2 separate regions of the Mus musculus genome follow, and region 2 is linked to region 1. A link is a contact called in public Hi-C data. All regions are on one chromosome and are shown on one strand. The core of a region is the stretch at or near the end of the contact, and the rest is flanking DNA. Distances in the headings are between cores, read along the strand shown. Region 1 holds the start of Chadl (chondroadherin-like). Region 2 overlaps Zc3h7b (zinc finger CCCH type containing 7B).

Region 1 (6,899 bases), core at 2,856-5,355:
ACGATGGCTCACAACCATCCATAACGAGATCTGACTCACTCTTCTCGAGTGTCTGAAGACAGCTACAGTGTACTTACATATAATGAATAAATAAATCTAAATATATATACATATATATATATATGTATGTATGAACCTAGCTATGCTAGCTCACACCTTTAATCCCAGCACTCAGGATACAGAAGCAGGTGGATCTGAGAGTTCAAGGCCAGCCTGGTCTACAGAGAGAGTTCCAGGACACTCAGGGCAGTTAGGGCTTCACAAAGAAACCAGGTCTTGAAAACTATTTTTTAAAAAAATGCACTTTTGGAGAGATGGCTAAATGGTTAATAGCCACACTTGTTACCCTTACAGAGAAGCCGAGTTCAGTTCCCAGCGCCCCTGTGGCCATTCCGCAGAGGAACAATCTGCAAGAGGCAAGAAGGCAGTTTGCTTCAACACAACCAAGTAGCTATCGATTCAAACTTTGGGGGAGTTTATTTTAGGCACACTTAATGACAACAATCTGTAAAGTACACGGACACGTTCAGAAGATCGGTTCTAGAGGCTGAGAAAAACAAGCTCACACCGGTCTGGGGGAGGATCCCACGTGATCTTGGCCACACAGATAAGTGTAAAGGTCACCCGGCTATTAACCAGCCTTCTGGGTGGGTAAAAGGTTAAGCATCCTTTCCTTTGAAGGAACAACCCAAGAGTTGTTCTAATGCTGATCTGTGAAATCTCTGTGCCTCCTACAGCTCAAAACCTTACAACAAAACAAAAACATGATTTGGGGCTAGGGAGAGGGCTCAGAAGTTAAGCATAGATACTGCTCTTGCAGAGGGCATAGGTTCAGAACCCACCTAGGAGCTCACAATAGCCTTTAAGTCAAATTTCAGAGGGTTCAACTCACTCTTCTGCCCTCCATGGCTGCATGAATGCACTTGATCTGCATATACTCAAGCGAGGAAAGGTATGAAATTACCTTACTGTTGTAAAAGCCAGAGAAGGCCCACAGCTCACACCCTAAAGGAGAAAACGGAACTGCTTGGGTGTGGTGATCCACATGGTTGGGGAGTGAGGCAGAAAGATTGCTGTGAGTTTGAGAACAGCCTAGACTGCAGTGTTCAGAGTAAGATTTCATCTGGGGGGTGGGGGGGCAGGAGGCAAAACTTTACAAGACAAAGATGTCCACTTACAAGTGGTGCATACCTTTAATCCCCACACTTTGGGAGGCAGATATCCAGTTCAAGGCCAGCCTGGTCTACAAAGTGAATCCAGGACAGCCAGGGCTACACAAAGAAGAAACCCTTTCTCAAACAGAAAATAAAAGCGCATACTGCTCTAACAGAGGACCTGAGTTCCATTACTAGCACCCATGTCAGGTAACTCACAACTTCCTGTAACTCTAGCTCCAGAGAATCCAGTGCCCTCTTCTGAACTCCCTGGGTACCTACATTCATGCACATACCCACACACATAATTTTGAAATAGGGTTTCTCTGTGTAGCCCTGTAGTACTCTGTAGACCAGGCTTGGCCTTGAACTCAGAGACCCTCCTGTCTCTGCCTCCTGAGTACTGTGGTAAAGGTGTGTGCTATCTATCACTGCCTGGATTTGAGCTCTGGAATTTAAAGCCAGCTTATGAAATAGAGATGCCATCTGAAAAGAGAGGAGGAGGAGGAAGGAGGAGAAGAGGAGGAGGAGGAGGAAAAAAAGGAAGAGGAGGAAGAAGAGGAAGAAGAGGAAGAAGGAGAAGAGGAGGAGGAGGAAGCGGAAGAGAGAAGAATGGAATGGCACTCATTGTTTGGACCAGAGAGCACACGTACTTTTCAAGAGAAATGAATTTTAAGCTATTCTAATGAATTGCCGTAGGATTGCCCTTCATCAACAGCTGTACTACCGGCTTATACTCCATAGAAATGAAAGCAAAGATACAAATGAACACTGTGCACTAGTTCTTTAGATCTATTCTCAGGCTAGAATCAAGAGGTAGAAGCAACCCAGTGTCGCATCCGCCAGAGGACTAAGCTGAACAAAGCAAAGCCGCTCATACAAGGGAGGTCCTCTGCCACAGAGCCGACGGGACTTCCGTTGGATATAAAACGGAGGTGGAGGAGATGAGTAGTTAAGCTCACTTACATTTAGTATGTTTGTGGTATATTCATCCATACATTGGATATTTTGTAGCAATAGGAAAGGCTTAGTTTTTTACATCCCTGCCCCCTGGCCTTGAGATAGGCATACACCTTTTATCCCAGTCGTTGTGAGTCAAAGGATGAGGATCTTGTGTTCTGAGTACTCCTTGGCTACAGTGTATTGAAGGCTAGCCTGGGCTATGTGAGACATTCTTAAAATACACCCAGGCATGCTGGGCAGTGGTGGCGCACGCCCTTAATCCCAGCACTTGGGAGGCAGAGACAGGCAGATTTCTGAGTTCAAGACCAGCCTGGTCTACAGAGTGAGTTCCAGGACAGCCAAGGCTATACAGAGAAACCCTGTCTCAAAAACCTAAATAAATAAATAAACCAACCAACCAACTACGTATCTCAGTGGTGATGGCACATACCTTTTGTCCCAGCACTTCAAAGCTGGAGCCAGAGACAAGAGCCATCTCAGATGCATAGCAACTTTGAATCCACCCAGGATTACACAACACCAGGATTACACAACACTGAAAACTGAAAGCTGCCATGCACCAGAACCACGGGTCTGAAATGTATGTGAGTGTCTGCTGGGATCCAGCTGTGCTGTCTCTTGATGCAGAGTGTCTGTGGGTTGGTTTGTTTTTTAGACAGTGTCACACTATGTAGCTGTGTCTGGTTGTTAGTTCCTGGAACTAAAGGTGTGTACTACCATATCCAGCCTTGGAAGTTTTGAAATATATACATATATATCCTCCAGAGATGCATGCTTAAATACACCTTTTCTTTTTCTTTTTCTTTCTTTTTTTTTTTTTTTCCGAGACAGGGTTTCTCTGTGTAGCCCTGGCTGTCTGGAACTCACTTTGTAGACCAGGCTGGCCTCGAACTCAGAAATCCGCCTGCCTCTGCCTCCCGAATGCTGGGATTAAAGGCCTGTGCCACCACGCCCGGCTACCTTTTATTTTCAGGACAAGGTTTCAGTGATCCCAGGCTGGCCTTTAACTTTCTATGTAGCCAAAGTCTGGCCTTGAATTTCTAACTCCACTAACAGAAAAAAGGGGAGGGGAGAAGAGGAGCTGTAAAAATATCTAAGACAGGACTAGACAGGGGGCTCATTGTAGAGGACCTGGGTTCAAATCCCTCACATGGAGGTTGACATATCTGTGATTCTACTTTGGAGGCTCTGGCGCCCTCTTCTGGTCTCTATGGGTACCAGCCATGCTTCAATGCACTCTACACATATAGACCACTCACATATAAAGTTAAAAAAAAAAAAAAACTAAAAAAATGTAAAATATCTCAGATGAACCGGTAAGTCTGGTATGTTCTTTAACCCTTCTAGTTCCATCTCCTAAGGTGTACACAACCACCTGGTTTACGCCTTAGGTCTGTTTATAGAATGAAACACCATATAATCCATTAGAAAGTGGATATAACGCTAGGCACCAATTTGGATATCCTCAATAATACGTTCACATGAGAAGGAGAATAGTTGCAGGATACAGATTTATGTGTGTGTAGCAGCTTCAGTGTGTGTGAGTGCATAAGCTCACGGAAAGGAAGGAGTTAAGGGCTCCCCTGTGCCTGGGTTCCAGGCTCCTACCTTAACTCCTGCAGCAACCTCCTGAGCTAGCTTTTAACTTTCAGTTGCTGAATAGTTCTTCCTAGGGTCGCGCGGAGTCCACAGGAGCCCAGTGATGCTCACCCACCAAAAGGCTCCTCCAGACACCACCCCCCCCATCTCCATCGCCACCCATGCCCACCGGCCAGTCCAAGGACTCAGGCCTGAGCCACGTTGTTAAGCCTGTGCTGCAATGGCAGCCTGTAACTCCAGCCTCTGCTCCCACCCCCTGCCCACAGGCTGGGGAAGCCCCAGCTCGGCTGGGCTGCTTACAATGCTTCCCATTCAGCTCGGTCCTGGCTGCCAAGCCCATGGGCAAAGGGGGGTGGGTACTGCCGGTGGCCAGGCAAGGACTGTCCCTGGTCTTTCCCTTGTGTGGGGCCTCCAGACAAGGCTGGCAGTTCCAGTCGGCATGGAGAGGTGAGTTTTGGGGCCCAGGGAGTTAGAACTAGATGGCTAGAGAGGGTCAGTTATCTGCTTGTGCCTCTGAGAGGCCAGCTATGGAGCCACGGGATCCTCCTGTACCTGAGGTTCCCCAGAGGTGGCCCCTAAACCAACCCCAGAGGTAGCTGTGCCTGTGCATCCTGTGGGGGTAGTGCTTTGTAGCCTTATGAAGTGGGATCTGTGGCAGTCCTCTTCGCCCTGAACCTTTTTCCTCTTCAGTTATCAGCCTAATAGGCCTCCTTCCTACCCTGACCCTCAAGCCAGAATCTAGAGAAGGCCGTCAGCGCTGAGAAAGGGGTGACTTCTGGGACTAAAAGGAGACAAAGCCAGACAGTAACAATCCTGGGAGCAACTACAGGGAGGTCCGTGGGATCAGGGAAGGCAGCTCAGAACTTACCTGCGACCCAAGCATATACCAGGGGGAGCTGAGTGAATTCGCTGCTGCTCGGTTTGAACAGTGGTGCCACTCAAGGTGTGTGTTGGAGAATCTAGACATTCTTCTTGAGGCACCAGGAATTTGGGACTTTTCACTCACAGGGACAGCGAGACACTAGGGAGGTTTCTGGAAAATTCCCTCTGGCTGTTGGGTGGAACAGGGGTGGGAAGAGGCCAGGAGAGCCATGGTGGCAACAATCATCCCTAAGAAGAAATGGGCAAGTGGCTGGAGTTGCAAGGTGGAGAGATGGACAGGTAGGTGGGTGCATCAATAAATAGACATGAGACCTACCTTGCCACCTCCCCCGTAGTACATAACTCAGGCCCTCAGTTCCCCTGTCACAGGCCAGTCAGCTGTGTGGACTCAGGTAACACGAGGACAAAGGGGAAGCAGGCACAGAGGCTTGGGCTGCCTGCTTTACCGAGACAGCATCTCTCAGGCTCTTCAGCATCTGGACCTCCTAGTCCACCCTAAAACCTGGGCTAGGTCTGGGCCTTCCCTCCTGCTGCCAAACCAGGGCTGATAACAGAAGCTCCTCTTCCCTCCCCCCATATGACGTGAGGGAAGAGAACCAAGCCGTAGCACTTTCCTGTGCCCAGAGAATGAAGGCCTGAGTCCGGAGTGGGCTGTCCTGGGTCAGGGGTTCAGTGCCCACTAGCATTGGTGTTCCCCATGGACAGCAGCACTCTGTCTGTTTCTCTCTGTCTCTCTCTCTCCCCCGCCCCTTCCTCCCTTCTCTCCCAGGCCCCAGAGCTCCATCTGGGTCTTTATGCTGTTGCTGTTCATGGTGTTGCTCCAGAGCCCAGCCTGGCACGTAGCTGCCCAGCGATGCCCACAGACCTGTGTCTGCGACAACTCAAGACGGCATGTTACCTGCCGGCACCAGAACCTCACCGAGGTGCCAAACACCATCCCTGAGGTCAGGAGAGGGAAAATCCTGGCATGGGTTGGCAGTGTGGCAAGAAAGAGTGGCAGGAGCCTGGGCTACACCAATGGCTCTACCACTGGCTGGCTGGTTCCTGCTTCTTGAGCCTGGGTTATCTAGGTCTGAATGGGAAGAAAAATAACCAGTGAGGGCCAAATCCAATGACACACACACCTTTAACCCCAGGACTCAGGAGGCAGAGGCAGGCAGGTCTCTGAGTTCAAGACCAGCCTGGTCTACAGAGTGAGGTCCAAGCTAACCAGACCCAGGTTTACAACAAATAGCAACAACAAAAATAAACTAAACAAGCCAATAGCAGTATAATTTATTTAAAATCCTTTTCGTGTGGCTGAGATACCTAGATGACCTGCAAATAATAATGTATTTGTGTCAGGTCCTGGGGTGAACTGGGGCGGGGGGTGTCTGGATAAGAAACTTTTTTGCCCGGTGGTGTTATGAACTAATGGGTAAGTAAGGCAAGAAGAAACGGATCACAGTAAGGGCTGCTCTGTGGCTAAAGAGACTCGGAAAGATGATGGGGAGAGGCCAAGGCTCGAGTGCCCATGTGGCTCATTCTCCCTTCCCCTCTCCTGTCCCCAGCTGACCCAGAGGCTGGACCTCCAGGGCAATATACTGAAGGTCCTCCCTGCAGCGGCCTTCCAGGACCTGCCCCACCTCACGCATCTGGACCTGCGGAACTGTCAGGTGGAGATGGTGGCCGAGGGTGCCTTCCGTGGCCTGGGTCGCCTGCTCCTCCTCAACCTGGCTTCCAACCGCCTGAGCACCCTGCCCCAGGAGGCGCTGGACGGGCTGGGCTCGCTGAGGCGCCTGGAGCTGGAGGGGAACATGTTGGAGGAGCTGCGCCCGGGGACCTTCGGCGCCCTGGGCTCGCTGACCACTCTCAACTTGGCCCACAACGCCCTGGTCTACCTGCCCGCCATGGCCTTCCAGGGGCTGCTGCGCACCCGCTGGCTGCAGCTGTCTCACAATGCGCTCAGCGTCCTGGCCCCCGAGGCTCTGGCCGGCCTGCCGGCGCTGCGCCGTCTCAGCCTGCACCACAACGAGCTGCAGGCCCTGCCCGGGGCCGCCCTGTCCCAGGCCCGCAGCCTGGCGCGGCTGGAGCTGGGTCACAACCCGCTCACCTACACGGGAGAGGAGGACGGCCTGGCGCTGCCCGGCCTGCGGGAGCTCGCACTGGACCACGGGTCCCTGCAGGCCCTGGGGCCCCGGGCCTTCGCCCACTGCCCGCGCCTGCACACCCTCGACCTCCGCGGGAACCAGCTCACCACCCTGCCCCCGCTACAGGTCCCCGGCCAGCTGCGCCGCCTGCGGCTGCAGGGCAACCCGCTGT
Region 2 (6,899 bases), core at 1,337-3,836, 80 kb before region 1:
AAACCCCACCCCACCCTGGGACCCCAGTGTCTGTACAGGTCAAGCAATGCGCAAAGGCCTTTGTAGAATACACACAGCTATATAAAGAGGGGCAGTCTGTAGGATTATTCACTGGGGAGGTGAATAACTGGGTGATCAGTTCCAGGAACATGGGCCACTGAACTGGAGCTGGAGGCGTGGCTGCACCCTCAGCTGCAGAGGGGTAGGAGAGTGGTACAGGGAATGGCTTCCAAAACTGGGGCCACCAGGCTCAAAGGGCAGAGCATGTGTCATGGGGGTGGGGGAGTGCGAGTGTGCCTGTGGAGCAGTTAGGGTGGAGATGTGGCTGTGGGCATACACTGGCCTTCTTCATGCCACCAGCCATGGACAGGGCTTCAGGGAGGACACTGAATGGTCTGGAAGGACTGTGTGGGTAGTTGCCATGAGGCGGGTGAGAGGGCAAAGGAGCCTGGGGTGGATGCTAAGTACCAAAAGGTCACTTGCAGATGTTTGGGGGTAAGTGCAAAGAAGGGCTGAAGTACAGATGTGCTTCATGACTGTTCAGGGAAACTGAAGAACACCAAAAACGTATGTTTGGAACTGACCAGATTTCTGTGAGGCAGAAATGAGGGCAAGGAAGAGAATGTACTCATTAAAAACAACTGTGGTCTGCAAGCCTTTCCCGTGTGCTCTCCGGGACTCTACCCATCCCTTCTGGAATCCTGCAGGGTATGAACCTGGCTGTACGAACCGTGGGACCCTCACATGCGATGGTGCAGGCCACCAGATGGCTCCAGCGCCATAGCATATCCTGAATGACCTCCGTCTTCAGACAAAGTCAAGAGAGATGCTTGCTTTCCTATGGGACTTGGGCTTCACTAGAGCTTTCTCATCTCCCCTATGGTCACTGCAGTAGGTCTGGGAGGAGCTGGACCCAGCTGGCACCAGCCAGCCCCACTGTGGTCCACCCACCTTTGCACAGGTAGTAGGAGCCCACAAAGCTGGTTTTGGTGGGCCGCGGCCGGATGCGCTTCCAGATCTGGTTCTCGGAACTCCGGAGGCGGCCGAGGAGGACGTCCCTTCTGCACTTGTGCTCGAGGCCCTCACGGTAGGTATAGTCGCCAGCCCTGGGGCCTGTCGGCAGGGTACACAGGGGTGTGAATCCAGAAAACCCACGTGCCCTCATCTGGGTCTCTGAAGCTCCCATCCTATCTCCTGGCATGTGCTTGCAGGGGGAAAGAGAGGGCTTGGAGAAGCCCTCCCGGGAACGTTCCCACCACGTGACTTCCCTAACAGTCCTGGACCTACTTACTGGTGAGTCTGCCCAAGTCAGCGTTTCTGGGATTGTGAAGACAACACTTTGCAGAGAGAAGGCCGGTCCCAATCAGGGCCCACCCCTTCATTTCCTGCAGGGGGGGCCTTGTCTTCCTCCAGGCATTTCCCACTAGCACACAGTAATGTTAGTGGCCTCCCCACTCCTGAGAGTCCCGGCATTTCCAGGGCAGAGGGGTGCTGCTGCAGATGTGAAATTACCTGTTTTGGGGTAGCACAACTGGCAGGCCTGCTTGAACTCGTGGGTGGCAGCCAGAGGGTTCTTGATGAGCAGGGTGGTGTTGGGCATTGAGGGCTCCGGCTACAATAGGGAGACATTGGCCATGTTTGGCCCTGAGGGTACCTGGGACCACCAGGGTCAGCCAAAGCAGTGAGACTAGGTATGTCTTTTGATCCCTGCTCCAATATGTCCTACCCAGTATCAGAACAGTAGCCTAGGACCCTCTTCTACATCTTCCCAGGCCTTGTATTGTAATGTAAGAGCCCAAAACATCATGACCTGCCTCAGAAGACCCTGGACAGTGAGTAGACGCCATCTTGGCTCCAGAATGTTTCCTTGAATTAAAGCAGAGAAATGGCAGTGGGCCTGCTTAAGGACCTACTGCTCTCGTGGAAGTGGCCCGGTCATCAACAGACAGAGGAAAAGGCTCAGGGAGAGCCAATGATTGTCTAGGGCCCACACAGCTAGTATCTAAGCTGAAGTATGCATACATGCTGCTCACTTGTGGTCCAATGCTCTTCTGAACCCAGAACAGGCAGAGCGTGGAGAGCAGAGACACGGTATCACTTATGGCTGCTGAGCCTTGAGATAAGGAGTACCCCAACTGTGTTCTCCAGCACAAGGGCCACTCTGCAGGTGCCCCTCTTGAAGAATGTAGCATCTCACCAATACAGAGAGCTCAGCTCACCCCCAATCTGGGGCGCGTAACCATCGGATGAATAAGAGGTCCGATCTGGGAGCCCCGCTCAAGTCACTCACCGAGGGGGCTGGCTTCTGAGTACTGCTTGGGGGTCGGTGGTCCTGCGAGCTGGTCTCTTCTAGGAAAGGAGAAGACGCAAGGGTTATGGTCCCCAGCACGGAGGGGATGCCCCTGTAATTTCTACCTCAGAGAAGTTTCATGGGCTCACTCTCCTATTCTCATGGTCAACAGCCCTGAAGCAAAGAGGCTCTAACATGTCTACCCTTGCTCATTATGCCTTTTGTGGCTTCCTGTTGTCTATGGGAGGAAGGTTGGGTCAGTGAGACCGTAGCTCACTCACACTCCCCGAGGAACTTCCGCTCTAGCTGTCAGCCAGACCCAGATCCTCTACCACACTGACTCTATGCCTCTGAGCCATCAGGTCCCCCAGAAGGAAGCCCTGCTTCCTGTCGACCTATGCCATCACACAGGTCCCTCAGTCTTGAGTGCCCTAGTCTATCTCTGACCTCTAAAAGTCAACCCTATCAAGGCCTGGTCAATGGCTATGTCCCTGGTTCCCAGCACAGAGAAGGGCTATTGTAGCTCATGACCTTGTATCTGGATAATCTGCATAGGACCTGAGTCTGGAGGTCCAGGGCTCTGGAGGGCCGGACACAGCACCAGATAGAATCATTAACATAGCTCTACTGTTTGATCTAGAGTGAGACATCCAGCCCGGGGCTCAAGCTCAGGAAGTGCTGAGCACAGCAGAGATAAGACAGCATGTATTGCCCTGGGCTGTGATAGACATATGGGCATGTGCTGTGGAGATGCAGAGCTTCAGAGATGAGAGAACAGAGCAGCGCTGTCAAGGGAGAAGATAGACAAAGTACCCAACCAAGGCCTCACCTAGGAAGGAGTCCGGCTTGTCCAGGGAGCCTCGGGCTGACCCAAAGCTGTCAAGGGCACCCAGCCGAGCCTCAGAGTATGGTAACAGATCCAGGGGGTCCAGCGTGGGCCCTGGAGAGTCAAGGGCATCCAGCACAGAAGCAGCCAGCTTCCTGGAGGGGTCCATGACAAGGCCAAAGGAGGCAGGAGGCAGTGGGCTGGACACGGGGATGGAGCCACCCACCACAGGTGGCAAGAGTGGGGTCCCACCAGGAAACACGGGGATCAGCTGAGGCAGCTCACTAGGCATACCACTGCCAGGCAGGCCACCCTGGACCAGAGACTGCAAAGTGGGGACAGAGCCAGGGGTCAGACGAGAACATAACCACCCAACCCCGTGTGGGTATGACATTCCAGGAAGCAGTTACTCCTCCAGAGCCTGACAGTGACTGCTCATGAAGAGGAAGTGGGGCTCTGCTTGATCTCTCTGGGATCTGCTCTGTAGGCTCCAGCAAGACCCTCCATCCCAGGGCCACCCATTCTCCCAACTGAGACGTGAAGACGGCGCCCTCCCCTTGCCTCTTCATGAGACTGTGGGGTTCTAAGTGAGGGGCTTCAAGGGACAGAACAAGAAGTCGGCAGCATGGCTCACCAGAGAGTCCAGGAGGGTGTCCAGTTCTGGACCAAACACATCCCCATCTGAGAAGTCATCTAGGCCCTCGGTGCCGGGGAGTGTCCTGCTGCTGCCATCCAGTGGGGCCAGGAGGTCCAGAACATGAGGGAACAGGGGCATCGTGGGAGTGGAGGGGAGCAGGGCTGGGGAGCCTCGGAGATCCACGTAGCAGTCTGTGGAGGGAGTGAGCTCAGAGCTGAAAGGAGCCCGTGTGGTGGGGGTGTTGCCCAGTCACTAAGCTAACGCCTTCCCTTCTTCCCATTCCACAAGGATCTGGGTTCCCTATTCCCTGCCCCAGGGGCAATGGCTCAGAGGTAGTCAAGGAGGAAAGACAGCCTGAAGCTGTGGAAGGGTTCTGATTGCCTTGGCACTCCTCAAATACCCACCAATGTCACCTTTCTCTGGGACCAGCAGTGCCTTCTTCAAGCACTTATTACTCGAGCAGAGAAAAGGAAGTAGGAAGTGAGGGTTCTAACACAAGGTGTCCGACACGGACAGGCATGAATGAAGGACGGAGACAAGCTGAGGAGGAAGCCGTGCTCGTTCCTGGCCTGCCTCAGGGAAGCCCTCCCGGTGTCTCACCCCACACAGCTGAGACATACCTGTTTCGATGTCATCTATAGATCCCAATCCGTTAGAAGTTCCCTGTGAGAGGAAAGATGTAGGGTGGAATGGCCTCACATTTCCACCAGGGTACACTGAGGGCCACTCACTGGGGAACGACTGCCTATCACAGGTAGGCTGGCTTTTCAGCCAGGGTCCGAGCAGGCGTGGGCTGAGACAGGGGTGGGGTAAACTAGCTTGGTAGGTACATTTCAGGGGAGCAATGGCCCCAGGGCAGGGGTACACCTCTGAGGTACCTGGAAAAGGGTAGAGTCTTATCCATGCCCTGAGGCGAGAGAGGGTTTTGGGCTCTTTTGGTTTTGTTTTTGAAACAGGGTCTCAAAAGCCCTGGGTGCCCTGAAATTCACTATATAGATAAGGCTGGCCTTGAACTCGGAGATCCACCTGCCTCTGCCTCCCAATTGCTGGGATTAAAGGTAGTGACAAGGATTTTACCAGGCCTTCCACACTACAGATGGTTTCTTAGAGGAATGTGTGCCCCCCCCTCCCCGGCTCAGCCCCCAGCCTCACAGGAAGCTAATCTCCCTCCAAGGAGAACGTCATCTTAGGTGGGAAGTCCATCCCCATTGCAAAGACAGAACAGAATTCACAGGTCAGGCAGCAACCTGGCCGGCTCCTCCTGGGGTGCGGGGGTGGGGGGTTGTTCCAGAGAGCCTGTACTCTGCAGCCGCACAGTACTGGGGTCAGAGCCCTGTCTGGGATGGGAAATGCTGGAGCTTGCTCTTTGGTCTGGCCAAGTCGGCAACCTATCTGGACTTGTTTCCTCGGGTGTAAAGTAAGGATTCAGCAGTCACACTGCCTGAAACTGGCAGAGATGAGGCACCTCAGCAGAGTGCCTGGCATGCTCAGCACTAACCATGTGAATAACATGTGCTGCCGGGAGGTTGGCCTGCAATGAACTCCTCTGCCTTGTTCCAGCCACAAGGGACAGAAGTCATTCCTCTACCCAGAATGTGCTCTCCCCCCGACCCCGGGCCTTTATCATCCTTACGAGGCCCAGGCTGACCCTGTGTCCTTCTTGTCTCTGTGGAGACTGGGAGAAGGCCCAGACACTCACTGTTAGTCACCGCTTGAAGGTTAGCAGTAGCAACAATTGCAACACAACCCATCCAGCCCCGCATCACCGACCCTGCTTGGCCAGCACTCCACGAGATGTTCCACGGCCCAAATATTGGTCAAAAGTGCAATTCCTAGGTCAGAGTAGGGCTGTCTAACGCCTGCCCTGACCCTGTCTGTTCTGTCCACTCCTTGGAGCCAGGAGCTCTTTCAGCCCCACCCCCGAGCCTGTCCACAGATGGCACAGTGAACATGTGCGGTGTTTGTATATCACAGCTAAGTTGCATAGACCAAGGCTACCAGGATGGTCACAGAGCTGCTTTTACATACAGAAAGGAGGCGAGGGGGTCCAGGCAATGATGGCCCACACCTTTAATCCCAGCACTTGGGAGGCAGAGGCAGGTCAGTCTCTGGGTTCTAGGTCAGCCTGATCTACAGGCTGGATGGAGCCAGGATAGCCAGGGCTACACGTGCTTGGGGTGTGGGGGTGGCGAGAGGAGACAAAGGAGGCCCCAGTGAATGCTTCTAAGGACAGTGCAGCCTAGGCCCTGCAGAACAAGTGGCTTCCAGCCCTCCTGCCACCCTTTCTGTCCATGTTTCTCTCTCCCAGTCCTCTTGCACAGAACCCTACTAGTAACATCCACTTAGCAATAAAAGGCCAAGAAGGGTGTTCTCAGGATCTGACCCTCACACATGCGGCTTCAGAGCTAACTCTCCTGAACCCTGAGGAGGAACTGACTCTACCAGTGGCCTCAGGAATGTCCCTTGCTCTCCTGACTACGGGCCTGTGAATCCTGTTGCTTGTCTACCTGGCTAACGCTATCCCCCCAGCTGGGTGAGACTGCTCTGCACCACGAGTTTACAGTCTTCAGGGTGTCTTGCACTGTAAGCTCCGGGGCTACTGTGCCTTGTAAATACTGAGAACAGCGTGTGAGCACAGCCCTGGCCACCTAGTTCTAGGCACACATACAGAGTGACCAACTGGCCAGAAAACGAGTCCTGTGCTGGAGAAGCCCGTGAGGAATGCAGCAGCTGAAGGAAGCCCATGTGTGACCATGTATCATGTACCCTGTGCCATTTCTCCTGTAGGCACCACAGGACACCAGGAGCAGGCCTAGACACTACCTGGCGCCTGCTCCTGAGTTCTCAGATGCTTCCTGGACTGAGGCAAGCCTGGCCTTATCATCTCTACTTCGACTGGCCTCCTCACGGAGCCCCATCACTGTGACCAGTCCTGGCCTTTGTGGATGTGGCTAGATGCACCAGTAAAGAGTAGCCAGGGGCTGGGGGGCCTTGTGCCAGACATGGGAAGGTTTGTGGTCTACTGCTTGGGGTCACCCTAATGACCCCAGAGCTCTTGGGAATAGATGAAGAAGACAGGCTGGTATAAAGTTGGAGAAACATTTGGAGTCTCAGACCCCTCCCTACCTGATCTGTTAAGCCAGCTG

Evidence for each region. Hi-C and Micro-C count contacts between places; a contact is called where the count stands out from the background.
Region 2: a Hi-C map of the G1E-ER4 cell line shows a contact between it and region 1, with 1.5 times the contacts expected there. The contact joins the enhancer-like site here to the promoter of Chadl in region 1. A contact is called at or near these places in 2 of 39 promoter capture datasets (embryonic stem cells and liver), 16 of 484 Hi-C or Micro-C datasets (the AML12 cell line, B cells, the Ba/F3 cell line and 11 more), 1 of 115 datasets of contacts at active chromatin or transcription factors (embryonic stem cells) and 4 of 9 other capture datasets (adipose tissue, embryonic stem cells, liver and 1 more).

What each region holds. Positions count from the first base shown.
Region 1 is chr15:81,694,493-81,701,391 of GRCm38.p6, reverse strand. It overlaps Chadl (chondroadherin-like), which reads left to right and starts at 4,105. Exons shown (of 6, transcript NM_001164320.1): 1 at 4,105-4,163; 2 at 5,368-5,542; 3 at 6,149-6,899. The coding sequence starts at 4,156.
Region 2 is chr15:81,773,323-81,780,221 of GRCm38.p6, reverse strand. Zc3h7b (zinc finger CCCH type containing 7B) reads right to left here. Exons shown (of 23, transcript NM_001081016.2): 7 at 6,880-6,899; 8 at 4,374-4,416; 9 at 3,751-3,944; 10 at 3,120-3,441; 11 at 2,291-2,349; 12 at 1,513-1,612; 13 at 952-1,113. Among named protein-coding and RNA genes, the nearest start is that of Gm17597, 26 kb to the left of the region's middle. Within about 2 kb of position 2,586, at least 24 of the 459 cell types and tissues checked have an H3K27ac peak or open chromatin away from gene starts, as enhancers often do. A contact at or near this core is called in B cells, the G1E-ER4 cell line, female germline stem cells and 1 more, where this site is marked.